Regions from separate parts of the Mus musculus genome. Here region 2 is linked to region 1. A link is a contact called in public Micro-C data. All regions are on one chromosome and are shown on one strand. The core of a region is the stretch at or near the end of the contact, and the rest is flanking DNA. Distances in the headings are between cores, read along the strand shown.

Region 1 (7,759 bases), core at 1,438-3,937:
CACACATGCATGCCTAGTGCCCTCCGAGGTCAAAAGACAGCACTGGATTCCCTGGAACCACAGCTACAGATGGTTGTAAGCTATGATGTATATGCTGGGAACCAAATCCAGGTCCTCTACAAGAACTATAAGTGCTCTAACCACTGAGTCACTTCCGCAGCTCTAAGCACACCAAGCTACTACTAAACCTATGTCTTACAAATTCATAACCTCCAGGACCCAGACATAATTAATGGATGTCTCAGGCTAACATCATGGTGACACAAATTTTAACATTGAAAAGTTAAACAATCCATATAACAGCAAGGTGTTTAAGGCCCTGGGACCAGAGTCCTTCATTATTAACTAGGTTTATTCCATCAGAAAGAAAATCCTGCAGAACTCTTAAATTCATGAAGGCTATTTCGTGTCACAAATATTACAGACAACTGACTGAACACTGAAGGACTGAAGGAAACAAATTAAACAAAACTTCAACTGAAAATGAATCATCTGTCCCGCTAGTACAAGGTGGCAAAACTCAGACAATTAAGGAAGAGCATGGTAGCATATACCTCCAATATACTTAGAGTGGTGCTTTTCCTTAAATAATAGCAGAGGCTTCAGAGCTGAGTTAGATCTGATGACAAAGGGCACCATCCCCGTTTGCTTTTCTAACACAGTTGGACTACTAAGCAAAGTGTTAGTATAAAGTTGGGCATTTTCCCTGTGTAACAAAATCCCCATGCTTACTGACACAGGCCATCTACTCTTTCTTACAACTTCACAACATAATTCCTTTGTTTGCAGTATTTCTTATTTCTTTTGGTATCTATTCTCAAACACATTCATGAGATCACATCCCTCAAGGTTGCATGGGAGTGCATGCTGCCTTGAAAAGTCTTGGAGAATTGTTTCTCCAAAGGTGCACCTTCCTTCCCTTCTGCTCAGTGGGGCTCTGCTCAGTGTCTAATGGAGCTTGAATCAAACCAGAATAAACCCAGCTTTGAAGTCACTACAGAAGAGAGCTGAGATGACCTACTGCCCACGACTGTGCAGACTACAGGGTTCTAATGCATGGAGCACCAGCGAGGCGTGGGGAGCTGGTTAAGATGAGTGTGAGGAGCTTACAGAGGAGTGAGAGTTTGGCAGGGCAGGAACACAAAGTCAGAGCCAAAGAGGAGGACAAGAGGCTCCCTGAGAATGGCCCAGATTTGCTGGGGATATTGAGCTTTTCCCAGGGAAAGGAACGATACTTGTGTGGATATTCTTTAAAGGGGAGGAGAAGACCTGGGTACTCAGAGGTTGACTGTAAGGAATCAAGAGGGATACCACAAAAGACCAGGAATCTGAAGAGAGAGAGGACCTAGAGCTTTGAAGGAAGGAGCTCTGCACCGCAGAGATGGTACAAGGTTAACACTTTGTATAATGCAGAAAATTAGCATCCTTTGTGCCACACAGGGTCTTTAGGTCCTAATGACTCTGAGATCTCTACGATGGCTGTGACCACACTTAAAATTCTGTATGTAATATTTCTTCTGAAAACCCTACAAATCCAGCAGATTGAATGACCTAAACAGGAATATCAACCAACTAACCAAGCTTTGCTTCAACATACAGCAACAAAAGTCTTTTCTTTTTCTTTTTCCTTTTCTTTCCTTTTTCTTTTTCTTTTTCTTTTTTTTCTTTTCTTTCTTTTTCTTTTTCTTTTCTTTTTTTTTTCCAAAGTTTTCAAGTTTATTATGAAATCTGGGCCTGTTTTCCAAGCCTGAAATTCAAGCCGGTTATAAAGAATCAAAACAAAGGGAAAACTCAAGCCAAACGGGAAAAGAACACACCAGCAACACAACACAGAACACTGCAGTCCATCTACAAAAGACTGCTGCCGAAGTTTATGTGAACACACACACAGCCTCAAGCAATCTGCTCTTGTTCCAGGCCTTCCCAGTTTCTAACAATAAACAGTAAAATTAAGAAAATAGAAATAAACAGGAACCTGACAGAAGTGAGACCTATGGGCACGGGAAGGATTCAGATTGGGGCTGGCGTCTCAAAGGTTAAGAATCTCCCACTCTAAAGGGTTTCCAGATATGCACAAAACCTGTGTCTTCAAGGTACAAACTCTCTGTCTGCTCACACCTAAATCGGACTGGGTTATTTAACACACAATGGAATAGCTGGCTACCCAAGGGTCCTAATGCCTGCCTTCTCCTGCCCAGTGGCCCCCACCAGTGTCTCCAAGCCAAACAGCAGCCTCTCACCTGTGCCTTAACTCATTATTTTCACTGCAGAGGTTTAAAAAAAAAATCACACTTTAAACCTCAGGAGGAGAGATGTGCGTCTATTTGCATCAAGAACATATTCATGGCTTTAGCTCAAAACATCAAGGCTTTGCACAGCTTGGAGCTAAGTAAACATGAAAAAAAGAATGGACCAAAAGCTCATTTATACAAAAGTAAAATGTTACTAATAGCCTATTCTGAAGAAGGGAGAAAGAAAGGAGTCAGCCTGGATGGGAGTGAGGGGGCAGGGCAGCAGGAGAGAAGGGATCTGGGAGGGAGGCCAGGTGGGACAGGAGTCTGAACAGCAATAGCAACCAGACCCAGGGAAAAGTCTAAACAAATGACTTGGTTCTTTCCAGTCTGAATGAACACAAATTACTGGCCGTACAGACATGCAGCAGAATTATGTAACTTAGTTCCAATGTTCAAGCCGGATCTCCACCCTCCGCACCAAATTACTCTAAAGCCTCTGGCCCCGTTGGTAAACAGTTGGCTACAGTTATGCTCATGTCCATTCTTACTCCTTCTCTTTTGAGACATGCTACTGGGCTTGGGCTCACTCACATCACACTTGGTTCTGGGCCAAAACAAAAGTTCCAGGGAACGCCAAATAATCAAATTCCAGCCTCTGCCCCATCCACAATTCACAATTGACGCATAGGCAAGCCAGATCCATAAACCTAAATACAGCAGGGTTTGGTTGTTTTATTATCAATGTTTCTCAGACTACACAGTTAAGGCTTGCAGTTTTCAAAAGTGAAAACTAGATTCTTCGGTCTGCCTGGAGTTCAGATTTAACTCTTAAGTAGGAGGCGTTACACTTGGTCTTTGCACCAACAGCCCTACACACCTATCCTGGCAAAGGAAATCTTTTGGGAAATATTACACTTGAAAAATAAAAAGGATCTTTTTAAAAAATAGATGTAAACTTGTCAATTATCAACAAAAACCTATCACCAAGACAATGAACTACTTAATCACTCACTGGCATTCAGACAGTCTGAGCACTTTCCAAAGCTTTAAGACACCAAGTGATCTTAGGTGTACACAGGTCTATCCTCAGGCCCAAGCCAGTCTGGATCTTCCTGGGATAATCGGACAGAATTCCACAGAAATCCCTGGCTATATTTACTCAGCCATTCCTTCCTGCATCATGTCTGTTTTGCCCTATGGGTTCCTTTTATCCAAAGCTGTCCTTTAGCTCTACTGCCTTATGTTGGAACATGTATCATTGTGTTTTTGCTCATTTGTAGCATTCAGGTAGTATTCAGACCTTAAGCTAAATTGGATCACTAACTTTACATATATGCATATTCATGTAGATTACATGTGTGCATATTCATGTAGTTATGTCACAGATAAGGATGCCATGCAGCAGATGTGCCTACTGATAAATGTACATATATACCCTTGCTCATATCCCACACATACACCAACACACATACACCAATATATACATACACATACCCCATCCTTGGGAATGCAGTAAAGATGTAATATAAACAATCAGTTGACCACCACAAGATGATGGACTTCCTGTTAGTCATGGAAAAATAAAATAAAATAAAAGCACTTAAAGTATCATTTACAGTGTGTTGTAGAACTCTCATTACTGCATTCCTAAGCTTTGAATCACGACCCCTTTTACTAAATTATGTTCTCTTCCCACTAAATCTGAGCCTGTTATTTTCTTTACAAAAACATTAATTACAAGTCACATGCTAGGAAAAAGTAATAAGAAAACCAACAGGCCAGTGTTTTAAACTGGCAAAAGGTCTCAAGAGGAACTTCCTCCAAACAGGTACATGTCTTCATATCCCCTAGAGAAGGCTCAGCAGTTGAGAGCACTCACTGGCTGCCTTTGCTGAGAACCTGGGTTCCCTTCCCAGCACATACATGCTGGCCCATAACTCCAGTTCCAGGGGATCCAACACACTCCTCTGGCTTCTGTGGAATTATACACATGCAGTGCACACAACATACATGCTGACAAACACATACACACACACAAAAAATAAAAGGTGCATGAGGCAAGCACACGACAAATTGACCACTAAAGGAATTTAAACTAAACACATGGATGGAACTATGAGTGGAGACACATGCTTGGAATCCCACAACTGAAAAGACAGAGGCGGGAGGAACTTCACACATTTGAGGCTACTCCAGTCTACAAAGGAACTATGAGGCCAGCCAAGGCTACAAAGCAGGACCCTGTCTCAAGAGGTTAAAGACAAAAACTATAAAGTTGTATCCATATATATGTATGTGTATATGTGTATGTATATGTATATATATATATGTACACACATACACACACACACACACACGCTAGAATGACTGAAGCAAGAAGAAATGAACAAATAATAAAACAAGTTGGGGAAGATGTGACAGAGAAGGTGTGTCAGTTTGTATATGCTTGGCCCAGGGAGTGGCACTATTAGGAGGTGTGGCCTTGTTGGAGTAGCTGTGTCACTGTGGGCGTGGGCTTTAAGACCCTCATCCTAGCTGCCTGGAAGCCAGTCTTCTCCTAGCAGCCTACACATGAAGATGTAGAACTCTCAGCTCCTCCTGCACCATGTCTACCTGGAAGCTGCCATGCTCCCGCCTTGGTGATAACGAAATAAAGCTCTGAACCTGTAAGCCAGCTCCAATTACATGTTGTCCTTATAAGAGTTGCCTTGGTTGTGGTGTCTCTTCACAGCAGTAGAACCCTAAGACAGAAGGTAAATGACAGCAGCTGGCTTGAAAAAACAGGCAGGCAGATTTATACTCACAAGTATAAGACAGAGACATGGGGAACATGAAGTCGAGACTTCAAATCTGGGCTTGCTCTTCACTATGTGATACTCAAGGAAAGTGTGTATGCCCCTTTCTTTAATACAACACCGAGGCATAATAGCAACTTGGAGTTTATTACCAGTTTCCATCCACAAAACACATACTGTGGCGGGGAGAGGGGGCTTGGTGGCCCACGCCTTTAATTCCAGCACTCAAGAGGAGGCAGAGGCAGGCAGATCTTTGTGAGGTCCAGGCCAGCATAGCGAGACCCTGTTTCAAATAAACAAACAAAAAGGAAAACCAATCAGAGTTTAGTCAGGAGAATCTCAGGATGAAGTAAGGGCATAAAAACCAACCAAAGAGAGGTCCTGTGCGATGGTTGACTGGGTAAGAGTAGTTTCTACTTAAGCCTGAGAACCCAAGTACAGATCACAGAGCAAATGCACCCAGGTAAATAGGTGTGGCTGTGTGTGTGCCTGTAGTTCTAGCACATAAAGGGCTGACATAGGCAGCTTGCCAAGGCTTGCTAGGCAGCTTGCCTAGACAAAACAGATTTGTTTCAAGTTCAGTGAGAGACTCTTTCTCAAGGCATTAAGACAGAGCGTAATAGAGTAGACACTTGACATCTTCCTCTGGTCTTTGCCGCACCTCTCTCTCCTTCTAATCTGACATTACTTCACTGCATTGGGTGAAAGGAGCTGGCCCAAAGAACTTTACAATCAGCTATTCTGACCAGATACTGTACCAACAACAGAAAAACATTTAAAACGACATAAACAGGGTTTCATGAGTATATGACCGCTGCTAGGGTGCCAGACAGCCATTCTGATGCTGATTTGAATATCAGTGGGAATGAACAGATTTGTAAAGTGAAGATAATGGGGTCCCAGATCTCACCGGGTTTGGAAAACATTGGTGGAGAAACATTGCCCTATTCTGACATGGAAAGGAACCACTTGGGTGATCTTTGGGCTCCTGTTACAGTACAGTCCTTTGATATCAACAATACCATGAAAGGAATAAATCAACAGCTTAAAGGATCTGCATGGCCCAGGATGCTGCACTCATTTTTTTTTAAATACTCTTAGGAAGTATGTTCTGATTCCAGGGATCCAGACAAATTTCTTCTAATATGAAACACACCCAAGTAATGACTCCCCAAGAGAAGGAAATGGCTCTGGCTTACAACTGTTCAGCCAACAACCACGTCCCAGGCTCTCCTGAAGCCACAAAATGTTCTCATCTATCCCATACCAGGACTATGAGAAACAGCATCTGAAATCATTTCTTCAGTGTGAACACAGGCTGCAGAAATTCAACTAATTCCCACAATTAAATGGCAGGTGTTAAAATACAAACCTCGGTCTTTCCTTCCTCAAAGGTCACAGTCCTCAAACGGAGTACCCAGGACTCCGTTTTCTGAAGGACTTTTTCAACAAACGTATGCCATTGGCGTGGTCTGGCTGATGACAGCAGATTCTTTATTACACAGTGTCAATACTAGATCTTTAATATTATATCTTTCATATTACATGGAAAGCCTTTTATTACTTTGCACACCTACAGTGTGCCATGATGAAATAATTATCCGCCTTCCTCTTTGTTTATACTGGCTTCTCCTACCCATCTCTAGCACTTTTGTCTGTGGTTGACATTTAGCATCAAGAAATGATAACTGATGGGTGTTTTGTTCCCAATTCTAAGAAGGGGCAAAACACCCATGGAAGGTGTTACAGAGACAAAGTTTGGAGCTGAGACGAAGAATGGACCATCTAGAGACTGCCGAACCCGGGGATCTATCCCATAATCAGCCACCAAACACAGACACCATCACATACACCAGAAAGATTTTGCTGAAAGGAGACCCTGATATAGCTGTCTCTTGTGAGACTATGCCAGTGCCTGGCAAATACAGAAGTGGATGCTCACAGTCAGCTATTGAATAGAACACAGGGCTCCCCATGGAGGAGCTAGAGAAAGTACCCAAGGAGCTAAAGGGGTTTGCAACCCTATAGATAGAACAACAATATGAACTAACCGGTACCCCCAGAGCTCATGTCTCTAGCTGCATATGTAGAAGATGGCCTAGTCGGCCATCATTGAGAAGAGAGGCCCCTTGGTCTTGCAAACTTTATATGCCTCAGTACAGGGGAACACCAGGGCCAAGAAGAGGAAGTGGGTGGGTAGGGGAGTGGGGGGTGAAGGGTATGGGGGACTTTTGGGATAGCATTTGAAATGTAAATGAAGAAAATACCTAATAAAAAATATTTTTTTAAAAAAGAAATGATAACTGAATTAAAAGCCTCACTTTCAATCAAGAAGACTATGAACTTCAAGGAATGAACTCTCCACTGACTGGAAAGACAGTGGCTGTCATGTACGTGAGAGGGAACAGTGGTTGTTTGAATGAAAAAAAAAAAGAAAAGGGAATTGCCTCCCCCATGGGCTCCTGTATTTGAACACTTAGTCCCAGTATGGTGGCATGTTTTGGAGAGGTTATGGAACTTTTAGAACGTATGGAGCCCTGCTAGAGAAAGTACAACTCTGTGGATAGGATTTGAGTATTGGTATGGTTTGAATATTCTGGGGCCAATTAGTATAGGGAGTGGCACTATTAGGTTGTGTGGCCTTGCTGGAGTAGGTGTGGCCTTGTTGGAGTAGGTGTGGCTTTGTTGGAGGAAGTGTGTCACTTTGAGGGTGGGCTTAGAGATCCTCCT
Region 2 (7,759 bases), core at 3,514-6,013, 72 kb before region 1:
GGCTCCCCTCTTAATGCATATTGAAAACAAAAACAAATGGAAAGCCCAGCAGAGGTCACTATAGAGTAAGGAACATCAAAAGGAAGGCCACAGAAAGGAACTTAAACCACATCACTGCAACTTCCTACTGTCCTTCAAGAGAGCAAGTTGGGCAGGGACTCAGGAAATTCAAATCCATGCTGCACCATGGCTTCCTGCCTGTTCTTATCCCTGACTGTCCATCAGAGGGAGATTCTCCACATAAAATAAACTCCCACCCGGCTACAAATTTACTCAGAGCCTATTCAGGTACACACCCCCATTACCCTCTACTTTCCAGGTGAGAAAAATGGGGGGTGCAGAAATTCTAAAGAACTTTAAGTGTGCACAACTAATCCTTATGGTATGGAAGGGCTCTGACCCCCGAAGTCTGGATATGAGTCAGGTCTCCCCACTTTGACACCACATGAAAATGGCAGTCTGCCAATTAACTTCCCTCCGCAGTGAACATGACTTAACGGTCCAGATTCATTTCCTGATTCTACTACACAAACCATGCCCTAGTTGGACAAACCATCTCAAGAGGATTTCCCATAAAAAGCAAGGCACTCCCCTGCCTCTACATATCTGTTCATTGCAAAGCAATTGCTCTCCTCTGTCACTCTGTGCCCCCGCCTTAGTGTTGGAATCACTAGTTAGGGGAACCCACCTGTGAAGGTTTGTATATTTTTGGACCAGGGAGTGGCACCATCTGGAGGTGTTGCCTGGTTGGAGTAGGTGTGTCACTGTGGGTGTGGGCATAAGATCCTCACCCTAGTTGCCTGGAAGTCCACTAGCAGCCTTTGGATGAAGACACAGAACTCAACTCTGCCTGCACCATGCCTGCTTGGATGCTGCCATGCTCCCACCTTGATGATAATGGACTGAACCTCTGAGCCTGTAAGCCAGCCCCAAGTAAATGTTGTGTTTTTATAAGACTTGCCTTGGTCATGGTGTCTGTTCACAGCAGTAAAACCCTAACTGAGACACCACCAAACTCAGTACTTGACAGAATCCAGCAGAATCCAGCTCACACAAGGGTTAGCTTTGGGTCCACCCACTTTAAGTGGCGAGAGACATGACGATAAGGTCTTTGTTTCTTCATCAGTCTCCTCTGACCCTTAAGAAGGTATCTCACACCCACAATACACCTGGGTACTGAGGAGCCGGATGCTACTAAGAGTCACACTCAGCAAAGGTAAAAGATCAAGGCATCTGGCTCGAATTTGCTTTTCTGGAGTCAGTTTCTTCCTAGGCCCAACTTTCAGAAAGACTAAATGGCAGATTGCTCAAGGAAGGCAAGGCTTAGACAAAAGAGATGTGTGAAAGTAGACAGAGAGGTGGAAGAAAGGATGATAGAACGATCCTGCTATGCTCAACTGAGTCTGACTGTGAACCTGCGCCTGCACGGACCAGTCTTCCTTTCCTCCGTCTCCACTGTTCACAGAAGATGCCTATCAAAGCCAAGGCCACCAGTGACTTAAAGCCTCTTCAGAGACCTCCCATGATGACAAATCAGATGTGCTTTTTGCTGTACCGTGCAAGCATGCACACACATTTATTCACTATAGAAAAGGAGAGACCCGGCTATTCAATGAAGTCAATGAATGTGGAATGGATTAATTAGAACCAGGGGGGAAAAGTCTACTTGATGAATACAGATCTCCCAAGTTATTTTAAGCTTTGCCCTTTTGGAGAGAAAGCTACTTTGATTTCTTCATTCAGCATCTAAGCTGAAGCCATGCGCACCTCAATTTTGAGAGTTAGACAAAACCTTCTTCTGTGTCCTTTTCATAAAAGAGAAAAATCCCCAGACTAAATACACACACACGCAACACACACACATATACACATTCAACACACTCACACACTCTCTCACACACACACTCACACTCAACACACACACATATACACATTCAACACACTCACACGCTCACACACACACACTCACACTCAACACACACATATACACATTCAACACACTCACACGCTCACACACACACACATCAACACACACATATACACATTCAACACACACACACACTCAACACACACATATATACATTCAACACACTCACACACACACTCAACACACACATATACACATTCAACACACACACTCTCTCTCACACACTCACACTCAACACACACATATACACATTCAACACACACACACTCAACACACACATATACACATTCAACACACTCACACACACACACTCAACACACACATATACATATTCAACACACTCACACACACTCAACACACACATACACACATTCAACACACACTCACACACTCACACTCAACACACACATATACACATTCAACACACACACACTCAACACACACATATACACATTCAACACACTCACACACACTCAACACACACATATACACATTCAACACACTCACATACACACTCAACACACACACATATACACATTCAACATACTCACACTCTCTCTCTCTCTCTCACACACACATATACACATTCAACACACACACACTCAACACACACTCTCACACACTCACACACACACACACTCACACACACAAATGGGACATCTGGAAAATTCCTTCCCACACACCCTTCTCACAAGTGCTTTTAAAAGGACTCATCCAAAGGCCCATCGCTGGCTAGCTCCGACAAGAGTGTTACGTAGCCTACTTGCTCTCTCCTGTTCTACTAACCTACCTCCCTCCGGTCAAAAGATCATTTCCAAAGCCCTGTTCAAAGTTCTCAGCTGCTGGAGAACATAAAGAAAAGAAGCAAAAATGGTCCAGCTCAAATCCTGTCTTGCTACCCTTAGGTAGCCTGGTAGGTAACCTATTGTTTCAACACCTCCCTCCCCTTAGAGGTGACCACCACAAATACCAGCTTCACAAGGTCACCCCAGGAGGAATGGCATTGGGGAGACATACTGAAAGCCTTCTTCTTTAGTCAGCTTGGACAGAGTCTGAACACCATTCATGCACGGTTCAGTGACAGACACTGCCCAGAACTGCATGAGAATTATTCCTCGTTCTGAAACCTTGGGGAACCTGGGATGGGGTGCAGTGCTGTCTCCTCACAGCCCAACTCCTGCTGGAACTCTAGCCCCAGCCATAACACGCCACCTTAGCAATTGTAAAAATTGTAAATCAAGCTAGCTTTCCTGATAGGGCAACTTCTACACTAGTACATCATCATCATCATCTACATCTACATCATCATCATCATCATCATCATCATCATCTACATCATCATCATCATCTACATCATCATCATCATCATGGCACTAATGGTCCCAAAACCACACGTCCAATTACTTAGGCTCAGTATGTGTCACACACACACACACACACACACACACACACACACACACACAATGGTAACCCTGTGTGTTCTTGTAGCAGATGCTTTTGGGTCCAATGACTTATAATTACTGCCTGGATCATTGTAGGGACAGGATGTGAGTAGCAAAATCACAGTGTCTGTCAAAAGCAGGGGGTGGGGGGCCCACACCACTGCTGTCGCTGACAAAAGGAGAGTCTATTAGCAAGTGAGATGAGGGGACAGCACAAAAGAAATGATGAGCTCTGGCTTTTCTTGACAGCTCCATATCATCGAGGATGTAGTGTTTATTTCCTTCTTGGGCAGATGCCCAGACACCAGTGGTTAGGAAGGAAAAACGAAGACCTGACTGGCCAGCTATGTATATGGAAAGAGACAAACATGGATACGGTCTATATGCGTGCATGTGCTGTGGAGGGTTCCAGACTAGCATTCTATTTAAACAGCCTGTACACCGTGGTCAACAGTTGGTTATTTTGTTCACATTTTCCATTTGAGAAACCGACATCAGGGCGCCCAACACTCTCCACCCTTAGCCCCCACCCCCAAGTCTGTAGCTAATAAGTAATGAGGCAATCCTTCATTTACTTACTGTCACAGAAAGGCAGGACACCCCAGACAGTTTTATAGGAACAGAGGCCAAGGCCAGGGGCTGCCATGGCTGTTGTGGCTTTCTGGGGCAGCTGCCACCCTAGCTCGGTGGGAGATTTGTTGACACATCTCCACAACAAACACCTCCCTGCCAAACACTGTCTGAGACTCATTATTACTCATCAAGGAGGCTCTGAAAAGCTCCCATTTGGGGCTGGCCAAGGTGTCCTTTAAAAAAATGCTCCAAGAAGGCTGGCTTTCCTCCAGCGCTAACAGACTTCCAATTAGGGTGACTCACTGTGAGACCCTCACAGGATGTACCAATTATAGTGGGGCATTTAAAAGGGGGTTCAGCTCCTCCCTCACAACAGCCTTTCTGTGTAACTCCAACACACATAATGTACTTACTGTATAAAAACAGATGCTTTGTGTGCTACAAATACTCTCCGAGATTATAGCACAAGACAACCAGTGAATGATAATTGTAATTATTCAACCAGCCACGAGCAGAATTTTCAGCCAAAGGGGTATTAAAAATAACAACAACAACAAAAAAGGTCTCTTTTACTTTAAGCTGCAGTTCAATTTGAACCTAGACCTGTGTTCTGTGACAAGGGACAGAAAGATGTAAAGTTGTACCATTAAAGCAACCAACACAAAGATGGAGAGTCTCCTGTATCCCTATGCAGGGTTTCATCTTTAAATCGAGCAAACAGGGGGCTGGAGCGATGTCTTTGCTAGCTTTGGGACTTGAGGATTCAACAGGAGTATGTGGAAACCTGAGCCTGATTTAACCAAGCACTGACCTTCGTCATCAGTGATTATTTTAGCAAAATTTCCTCTCAAAGTCTGCCATGAGTCTTAATAATGCTTTGATGATCTCACTCTTTAAGCTTTTAAAATAAGAACTTTGTTACACGATGTTTAAAGAGATGCAAGCTTAAAACGCTGGGATTTTATCATAGACCAACACTTCCTAGCCATTAAAGGACTACAGCTAATACAAATGATTAACTAACAAACACTGAGTATCATAATGTTGACATGAGCTGTGGGCTTAAAATACACAGGAACACTTACACTGCACAGAGCCAAAGCTTATGAAAAGCTTTTCAAAAAAACATACATACACAGTCACACACACATATTCATGCACATATACACACTCTCACATTCACATGCACACACTCATACATACTCACACACACACTGATACAAACATACACTAACTCGCACACACACATTCACATGCACGCACTCATACATAACCGTACACTCATATAAACACACACTAACTCACAAATACTCTCACACTCACATATACACATACATACTCATATAAACACACATTAACTCACACACACTCTCACACTCACATACACACACCTCATATATACACACTCACATTCACATACACGTGACTTAATAGGACAAGGCAGGACACAGTAAGAATATAGCAAATCTGTGTGACATATCAACCACAGGATTATGTCAAATTCTCCAACAACAGTATGATCTGAAAGGGGTTTTAAATCAGCTCTTCAAGTACACAGAGACCACAGGGCAGGAAACGGACAGCATTCCTTATAAGTAGCATCCTTTATAGAAAAGAAAAATTGGATGCAGCTTTTCTGTCTACCCAGGGCTTAGAACTTTGCCAAAAAGAGCATAAAACAGGAGATTCCTAGTTTAAGCCCCATCACCCCCCACCAACCTGCTCTTGCCACCATGATCCTGGGAGGTTGCAGATTAGAAAAAATATAATTCTATAGACTCTTCAACTCATTCACACTCATCCTATAGGAGGCAGGGCACCTGAGGCCGAGCTGCCATGCAGGAGGAACAACTTTAGCAACAGCAATGGCACACTAAAGAGCCTGTACCCAACTTCACAAGGAGGCAGAACACATAGATGTCTACACTGAGTATTTTATATCACCAGAGAGTACCCCACTCCACCCCAAAGCAACTGTCAGTGTCTAACTCAGGTTGTTTTTTTTTTTTTTAGACTAAATTTCCAACTTATCCAATTATTCCCATTAATGTGTTGGGTAGTTTTGGCAATGATGGAGTAGATTTGTTTATGCTGATCATTAGCAGGCTTTCTTATTTTAATTTTTTTTAAATTTATGTTGGTGTGAGAGAGTGTGTATGTGTCCATGCAGGTGCCCCTGGAGGTCGGGTGAGAGCATCAGGGTCTCCTGGAGCTCAAGTTACAGGCAGTTGTGAGCTGCCCTGTGGATGCTGGGAACTAAAGTCAGGTCCACTGAGGAACAGCAAACTCCAGTAAATGTTGAACCATTCCTTCAGCCCCATTATCAGTGTTTTAAAATTATTTTATTATGCTATATATCTGCAAACTACACATGTGCCTGGTATCCTCTGAGACCAGAAGAGAACATTAAATCCTCCCAGAACTGGAGTTACAGGTGGTTGTTAGCCACCATCTGGTGCTAGGAAATGAACTTGGAGCCTGTTGAACAACAGTAGACATTCCTACCCTCCGAACCCCATCTCTCCAGTCCCACTACTGACCGTTTACCTTCCATGAGTAGCTCGGATGTCTGTTAGAAATAAAATGAAAAAATAAAGTAATCTGGTGGAGGGAGATCTGGAGAAACTGACAAATAACATGAACCACGGCCTTTCGAGAAGGACGGGAGTTTGGAGAAAGCACAAAATGTAACTATAAGCATATCCAAGTAGTGTATCCACTTCTGACCATACTCCTGAGCTCAGAAACAGAAGCAACCCTAGAGACTAGAGAAGACATTGCTCAACCCAACTGAGGGTATCTGGAGAAGCATCTGTGTGAAGGCCTTGAGACCATGGAGGAAGCTGTAACTTGACAGTCACTGACATTCAAAGCAGGGTCAGGAACTGCTGAGAACAGGCAACCTTACACCAAATTGGAGCTCTGGCAAGGTACTAATTTTCAGGTGGTAATGTCGTAAGTTTAAAATCCTCCAAAAATTCTTAGCATTCGGGGAACACCTCTTAGCTTACTTAGTAGGACCATTTTAATTCTAATCTTGTCTTTTAACAGATCCATGTGAAGACTCTAAACCAGCATTCCTCAACTTAGTCAGCATAAAACAAGATGGCTGCCAAGATGGCTGCCCTATCCCACCATATTTACCTTGTTGGAGTTAGTGGACTTTTGAGGTAGCTGAGTTCCAAGAAATCCATGGCTGTGGCTAGAATCAAACATCTAATACAGAGGAGGAAGAAAAGACGACTAATAAGAAGGTTCTGCAGTGTTCCTTGGCATTTACACATTTTTAGTTTAAAGATTGAAGTTGTATAACATTTTGTTTTGTCTCCATTTCACAGTCTACACTAATATTCAAATACGAAGCTTTCCCTCTGCAGAGATATCTGCTTTCTATCCTCTCATAGCTTCATATATACTTTTCTGTGATGTTTCATAGTATTTAAGTCATCTGGAATTCTCTTGACATTGCTCCTTTTTTTTTTAACTAATTATGCATTTCAGAAGATGAGGAACAAAGTTGGCAAAGCCACAAAATCGATCTTATAACTGTTTCTAATGTGCTTAGAATAAATATTGGAAGACAATATGTTAATAGACCTTTGTTTGAAGCCAAAAAGATTAGAATCATTCTTTTTTACTTTTGTAAATCTTATATTCTAAATTTTGTAGAATACTAACATGAACTATTCAACTAGGCATACCTAATAATAAACTTCATTCAGCTGTGTAAGTACTGACATTATATCTTTTTTAAAACAAAAATGTTCAACCAAATGCTTTTGTTTATCAAGAAATCTTTTGTTAAGAACATTTAGCA

What was found. Hi-C and Micro-C count contacts between places; a contact is called where the count stands out from the background.
Region 2: a contact with region 1 is called in a Micro-C map of muscle stem cells, with 4 times the contacts expected there. The contact joins two enhancer-like sites. A contact is called at or near these places in 1 of 15 datasets of contacts at CTCF or cohesin (the NIH/3T3 cell line), 5 of 484 Hi-C or Micro-C datasets (3T3-L1-derived adipocytes, the N1E-115 cell line, embryonic fibroblasts and 2 more), 3 of 115 datasets of contacts at active chromatin or transcription factors (embryonic fibroblasts, fibro-adipogenic progenitors and pancreatic cancer cells) and 1 of 9 other capture datasets (liver).

What each region holds. Positions count from the first base shown.
Region 1 is chr17:3,364,734-3,372,492 of GRCm38.p6, reverse strand. All of the region lies in intron 1 of Tiam2 (T cell lymphoma invasion and metastasis 2), which reads right to left. Among named protein-coding and RNA genes, the nearest start is that of Gm52295, 40 kb to the left of the region's middle. Within about 2 kb of position 2,687, at least 54 of the 459 cell types and tissues checked have an H3K27ac peak or open chromatin away from gene starts, as enhancers often do. A contact at or near this core is called in embryonic fibroblasts, muscle stem cells and pancreatic cancer cells, where this site is marked.
Region 2 is chr17:3,439,100-3,446,858 of GRCm38.p6, reverse strand. It overlaps Tiam2 (T cell lymphoma invasion and metastasis 2), which reads right to left. Exons shown (of 27, transcript NM_001122998.1): 9 at 7,087-7,158. Among named protein-coding and RNA genes, the nearest start is that of Gm52295, 35 kb to the right of the region's middle. Within about 2 kb of position 4,763, at least 64 of the 459 cell types and tissues checked have an H3K27ac peak or open chromatin away from gene starts, as enhancers often do. A contact at or near this core is called in embryonic fibroblasts, muscle stem cells and pancreatic cancer cells, where this site is marked.